Linked DNA regions of Anas platyrhynchos: region 2 is linked to region 1. Evidence: chromatin contacts called from public Hi-C data. All regions are on one chromosome and are shown on one strand. The core of a region is the stretch at or near the end of the contact, and the rest is flanking DNA. Distances in the headings are between cores, read along the strand shown. Region 1 holds the start of DYDC1 (DPY30 domain containing 1). Region 2 has its middle 20 kb from the start of SFTPA.

What was found. Hi-C and Micro-C count contacts between places; a contact is called where the count stands out from the background.
Region 2: a Hi-C map of skeletal muscle shows a contact between it and region 1, with 2.9 times the contacts expected there. The contact joins the enhancer-like site here to the promoter of DYDC1 in region 1. A contact is called at or near these places in 2 of 8 Hi-C or Micro-C datasets (liver and skeletal muscle).

Annotation. Positions count from the first base shown.
Region 1 is chr6:14,818,022-14,821,456 of IASCAAS_PekinDuck_T2T, reverse strand. It overlaps DYDC1 (DPY30 domain containing 1), which reads right to left and starts at 1,299. Exons shown (of 7, transcript XM_038180833.2): 1 at 1,162-1,299; 2 at 485-637; 3 at 167-289. The coding sequence starts at 631. EXOSC3 (exosome component 3) reads left to right here and starts at 1,309. Exons shown (of 4, transcript XM_027460030.3): 1 at 1,309-1,614; 2 at 1,696-1,845; 3 at 2,485-2,636. The coding sequence starts at 1,309.
Region 2 is chr6:14,911,380-14,914,596 of IASCAAS_PekinDuck_T2T, reverse strand. It overlaps a transcript of MBL not described here. Among named protein-coding and RNA genes, the nearest start is that of SFTPA, 20 kb to the right of the region's middle. Within about 2 kb of position 1,661, at least 1 of the 8 cell types and tissues checked has an H3K27ac peak or open chromatin away from gene starts, as enhancers often do.

The DNA of each region.
Region 1 (3,435 bases), core at 50-2,549:
TGCTGACAGGTTGTTTCATTTATTACTTAGAAAAGTGAGGTTTAAATACTTGTTTTACGTTACCTTTTTCTCAAAATCCGTATACAGAGAATAAAGGCATACTGAATACGACAAGTTTCTACACCATCATATGCTTTTATAATTATCTATTATTAATATTATTAACCTGACGTTGTTCTTCGAGTTTCTGCTGAATCATTAGCTCTTCCTCCTTCATTTTTCTTAACATTTCAAGTTCTTCCTGGGCTGCCTCCCGTTCTTTTTCCAGCTCAATCCTCTCCTGCATTCTCTATTTCAAAGGTAACACGGAATCAGTTAAAAAAACATAGAGATTAAATAGCCATCAATTACACTGCCATGAAATATTTGTTCAACATCTTTCCCATAACTTATATTACAAAATTTCTTAAATTTTCTGTGAGTTATCTCCAGACACAATCTGATATTCTTCATTTCATTTACTTTTTATCCACTATATATCCACCTTTTTTTCTTCATCTAAGATTCTCTTGTAATTATAAATCCAATGTGCCAGGTACTCTATCGGGTCTGCTGGGCGATGCTCTACAACCTCTGCCAGTCCCTTTGTCAGGCAACTTCCCAGGCATCTCTTCAGATATTGAGACTCCATTCAGATCTACTAACAACAAACAGACATACATTAGTCATCAATGCCAGAATTAAATTAGGATTTTTAAGAAGTATTTACTCAGGTCCCAAACAGTGGATACGGCATTACTCTTCGTATTTTATTATAGCTAATTTAATCGGGCAGTTAATAGAGGAAAGCTATTCAGATTTAACACTGCTTTAGTTGTTAACCGTTCGAATGATAGATCAATTACACTAAGCACTTTAGAGAAATGTGCTTAGTTGTGCGTGTCCCCGCTCATTGTTTGGGCACGTAGCATTAAGAAACTGCTCGGAAATAAGGCGGTACCGGTCGGCCGGGAGGCGGCGGCTGGGCAGTCACCGCCAGCGGCGGGCTGTCAGGGTGGGCGCCCAGACAGGCCCCCAGGTGCACCTCAGCTGCCCTGAGCGCCCTCACCTGCGGCCCCCACCCACAGCCGCTGCCCCCGGCTCCATGTAAGCGCAGCCCGGGGCCTTCCCCCCCCCCCTCCCCGAGTTCCATCCCGGGACTGCCCCTGCGGCACCAGGCACCTGGCGCTGCGCACCGGCGCTGGCTGCCCCCGCCCGCCCCCCTCAGACCCTAACGGTCGTAACGGCCCGGGCGCCGCGCGCGCTGCCGCGTCGCTAAGCAACGGCGCCCCCCACGTGGCCGGTGACTGGAGGCGGGGCCCGGCGGCCATGGCGGAGGGCGGTAAGATGGCGGCGGGCAGCAGCAAGATGGCGGCGGAGGCCGCGGTGGGGCAGGTGGTGCTGCCGGGCGACGTGCTGCTGCTGCCCGCCCGCCCCGAGCACGACGCCGAGCGGCTGCCGCTGGGCCCCGAGGCGGCCCCGCGGGGCCGGCTGCTGTGCGGGCCCGGTCTGCGGCGCTGCGCGGCCGGGCTGCTGGTGACCAAGTGCGGGCTGCTGCGGCACCGCCAGCCGGGCGGCGGCGGCGGCGGGGCGGCGGCGGGAGGCGCCTACTGGGTGGACTCGCAGCAGAAGCGGGTAGGGCACGGGGGGCGGCGGGGAGGGCTCGGCCGGCCCCTCCCGAGGGGCCCCGGCTGAGCCGCGTGTGGCTGCCCGCAGTACGTGCCGGTGAAGGGCGACCAGGTGATCGGCATCGTCACCGCCAGGGCGGGGGACGTCTTCAGGCTGGACGTCGGCGGGAGCGAGCAGGCCTCGCTGTCCTACCTGGCCTTCGAGGGAGCGACCAAAAGGAACCGGCCCAACGTGCAGGTAGCGGGATTCTCCTCACCCGGGGGTGCTCGGCTCAGCCGGGCCGCAAGGCAAAACCGGCGCCGTGTTTCCTCGTCCATGATGCTGCCAGCCGTGGGTGCTGGTCAGGCGGTAATGCTCGCCCGCAGGGGGCACTCTGAGGTTGTGAAACGAGCTCTTAAAGCTGGGAGAAAACCGGGTTTGTTTCGTAACACCGCTGGAAACGCGGCACGTGCGTGTCACTGCTTCTGCATTCAGCTGAAATACCATCGCCAGAACGTAAAATAGACTCTAAAGGACAACAAAATAAGCTGGTGTGGCTTTCTTGTGGTCCTTATAAGCAGTTACAAGAGTAGGCTGCTTAGACTTGCTTTTTACCTTCCTTAAAGTCTGGAGAAGGTATTTCAAAACAGAAAAAGAAGAATACGTCCGTAAAATAAAATGTGTTTTTTAAATATCTTTTAGATTCTAGTAGTGATACAATATTATTCTTATGTGGTAAGTTGTCTTTAGTAGGAGAGAACAAAAACTACTCATTCATTTTTCTCCCACCAACTATTTTGTGTTACCCTGGACGAGCTTTATAAATTTAATATTTTTTATGAATGTACAGTATGATCATGTCTAATACTTTTTGCTTTCTGACCCTGTTTGGTTTAGGTGGGAGACCTTATTTATGGTAAATTCCTTGTAGCAAATAAAGACATGGAACCAGAGATGGTCTGTATAGACAGCAGCGGAAAAGCAAGTGGCATGGGAGTAATTGGACAAGATGGATTCCTCTTTAAAGTTTCCTTAGGTCTTATAAGAAAGTAAGTACCAAGAAAGCTAGTAATTCTTAACATGTAAGGTTGTAGTTTTAGGTAGAACATGCACAAGTATGAGAAGTACGAGTCCCTGAGAAGTATGGACTAACCAATAATCAGGATATGAGTCGTAATTGTTCTAGTACATTTATACTAGTTTTACTGGATGGAAGATGCATGTATTTTGAGTCAGAAATAGCACGTTTTTTCCCCCTGAAGAAATCCAGATGAAGAAATCCATATTGTGTTGTAACCTGTTTTTTTTTTTTTTTTAAAAAAAAAAAAGGATTCAGCTGCCAAGGCAGTATAGAAAATACAACCATACCTGAGGGAATCAAACATTCAAGGTGTGGTTTCAGTATGTACTGTCTTGAAGCTTAAATTAAAAATTCTTTTTTCTGATTAATGAGATAGCTGTCAGCTAAATTTACATCCCTCACTAAGTAAGGGGATCTTCTCTCATCAATACACTTTATTTTATAATTTCCAAAGAAAAATGTTACCTTGAAATAAGGATACAGAAAAATGAAAAGTCTTTTTTATAAAACTGATATGTTAACTTCAGTCTTTGAAGTGTATTCCAAATTTTGGAGTTACTTAGGTTAATGTTGTAGTAAATACAAGATTTTTGTGACAATCTGAAAGTACCAGCTGATACAGGTTGTTTTGGTGATTAAGGTAGGTGGTAGGGGGACGGTTCTTTGGAAAAGCTATCTTAAAAACATGAAGCAGCTATTTCATGTCTGGGTTTTGTAAATGATTTGGTTTGTGGCCCATCATCTATATATGTAAGTAAAGAAATAAC
Region 2 (3,217 bases), core at 412-2,911, 93 kb before region 1:
TTTTGTGTCTTGTATACAAAACTCAGAAGTTGATTATTTCTCAGAACAAGGTCATCAGGAATAAAGTGCATATGCATCTTACGGGGCTTCATAAAAATCTAAAATAACAAGTGAGTATTAAGAAATCATGGGTGACCAAGAAGTCATCTTATGCTCTGCATTATTTCTATGGCTCCTAGGTGAGAATGTAGGGGCTTTACTTTGCTTTTCAAAAGCTTCCTTGAAGAGGAAGACTGATGGATGGCTCTGTCCACATCATCTGTTTCCTGCTTATTTATCAATGGTAACTGGTTGTTCCAAAACAAATACCATTTTATCCCCTATTCCCAGCTGGACCTTGCAACCTATCTTCTAGGAGTGTCTTCTGTCTCTTTGTGCCTTCTGCACACCATTGCCTGTTGTTAAACAATTCCTGTGTTTGTCATTCCCTCCAAGCAGTAAGAAAACATGGTGGGAGAATTGTCTCAGAAAACAATAAAGCCATTTTCTTTTAAATCAAACTCTAGGAGAAGGATTGAGAGGTCTGCAGGGTTTTCCTGGGAAAGCAGGACCTCCTGGAATGAAAGGAGTTGTAGGACCACGAGGAGAGAAAGGACAAAAAGGAGAACAAGGAAGTAAGAAATAAATTTCTCATGTTTCTATAATCTAGTTTTCAATCTGTTATTATATTTTCCCTGAAATATTTGTGTTAATGTCTGATATTCTTATAACATCATTTGAGGGAAGGTGTGATTCACACAAGTGTGAGGAGCAGAAAGATGAACTGTCTGTTACTTAGGAGATGAGTTGCCCAATATAACTTTTTTGTGCCTGGAATGAGTCATTACTTTATTGTCTGTGAATGAAATAACAAACCCTCTGACTCATGTTATAAACAGCAGTTTACCTTTCATTCTTTGACTGATCGTATGTTTTCTATTTTAACTTTAACTCATTTAAAATGCTTACATGTGTGTTTTGCCTTTGAGAACTGGGCTTTCCCAGCTGCATAGGGGATGACCTTGTCAGCCCTGAAAATTCAAAGTTCACCCAAGCATCCATCCCACTAAGGGATGCGGCTCTCCCAGTGGCACAGTTTCCCAGGGAACAAGTCTGCAATGTGGCCTGTGGTTTCTGCTCTGGAAAACAAACAGTTCTCTCACATGGCATCACATTACACCAAAGACAGTAGTTGTGTAGTCGTTGTAATATGAATTACTAAATAATACCTTAAACTTCTAGTTGTAGCAAGTGATGGCCTGCAGAGACAAGTGACTGCTTTGGAAACAAAACTCAAGGTTCTGGAAGATGAATTAAATAGATACAAAAATGGTAAGATACGATCATTCTTTTGTTTTCTTTGTGGCTTTGCGATATGATGGGCATGCTTGTGCTGGAGAAGGAACTGAAAACAGTAGGGTAAAACAAATATTTCAATTTTCTCTTGTGTCACTCATGGGAGATGGTCATTACTTAAACGCTTTCTCACTGCATACTTTACATCCATCCTGAACTAACCTGCCAAACTTCAAGGATCTCATTGCCAACATACAGCTCAGGGGCTTTGTTACATGAACTGCAGGACCGGCTAATGTTCTCTGGTCATTTGTGCTTTAAGTGGTGTGTTATCTCTCTCTCACTGCCTCAGTTCTAGATAGTTTTCTATGAGTAGACAAGGGTTGGGATGCTGTCTGTGTAAGCCTGGCTGTAAGTAATTTCCCAGGAGATACTGTGTGAAAATTTTTAAAGAATGTCTCATCCTTGCATTATAATTACTGGTACAAATACCACAGTAGGAAAGGCACAGAGTCCATTACTGTTCCTAGGTTAATTTAGAAGGAAATGGCACAGTCTGCAATGTAGCACAGCACAAACATCAGCAGAGTAAAGTCATGTAGCTCTGATCATCCTTCCAAGGGGGGTGTCCTCCCTGCAGAAAGCACAACTTTGAAGCCATAGTTGTGTGAAAAGCCTGATGGTAACCTGAAACTGGGGCAAGAAGCTGTAGGACGTGGAGAGGCTGAACAGCTGGTAGCAGTAATCCCTTTAGCCATCTCCCTTTTCTCCTGTGCTTGTATATCAATGCCCTAGAAAAGGGTGTCTAAAACAGGAGGAGAGCAGAGGCTTCCTTGCCCACAGGAGCATTGCACTGTTTCCATTCTCACAGTATCAGGGAAAATGTAACTATGCATATGTCACAGGCTTTGTATAGTTGCTATAAGGTGGTGGACAGACCTCATGCTAATCCTGGAAACATGTTTGAGAGAGTAAGTTAAAATAACTGGCCTGTTACAGACAGCAACTGCATTTCAAAAGAGGTATTGCAATCCCTGTTTTATCTACTAAACAATCAAAAGCTTCACTTTCCACTGTTTTTTCATGAAAACCTGGCAGGTGTGTGAGCTACAGATTTCTATTTCTCCTGAGATTAGTTAAATTTTCAGGACAAATATGTGGTTTTACAGACTTGCTGAAGCTGTTCCTGTGTCTCCTCTTTCTGCTCTATTGCTTTAAACCCTGAATTTCATTACAGGCTCTCAGCTTTAGTTTGTGAGATACCAGGAATGTATGCAATAAAGCAGAAGGGTACAGAAGATCTCCTAATTGCAGCTCGGTTCCTATGCAGGAATTTGAATTGATCTCTGGTTTTTGCAATGAAATCTGGCAAGCTATTTTGTCATGCTTGTGATTTGCCTTAGAGCATGAGCTCTTAAGGTCCTGATTCAAGAACCGTAATAATGTATGAACCAGGAACAAAAAATATTAAAACAGGACTCGTGATCCAGGTCTTGTGAAAACCCAGTTTTCCTAAAGCATGGATTTGCTATTTCCAGATATTTCTTTTGTTTGACTTCTGTTGGGTTCTGTCTACTACTGCAGTGAGTAGTCTGTTTATAACTGGTGTTAACTGTGTACAAAGTACAACTGTGATATTATGGAAAATAACTAAAGTTATATAATAATAGTTATATAAGTATACCATCCTCAATTTATAGTGAAAGTCAGTTTGATGGTTATTTTTGTTTCTAGCTTTAATTTTAAAGAACATCAGAAGCATTGGTAAAAAAATGTTTGTCTCAACCGGCAATCAAGACACTTTTGAAAATGGAAAATCCCTTTGTGCGAGAGCTGGAAGTACACTTGCTTCTCCTCGGAATGATGCTGAGAATACAGCTTTAAAAGACTTAGTGAGACCTGCAAGGCAAGCTCATATAGGGATATCTGATGCACAGACTGA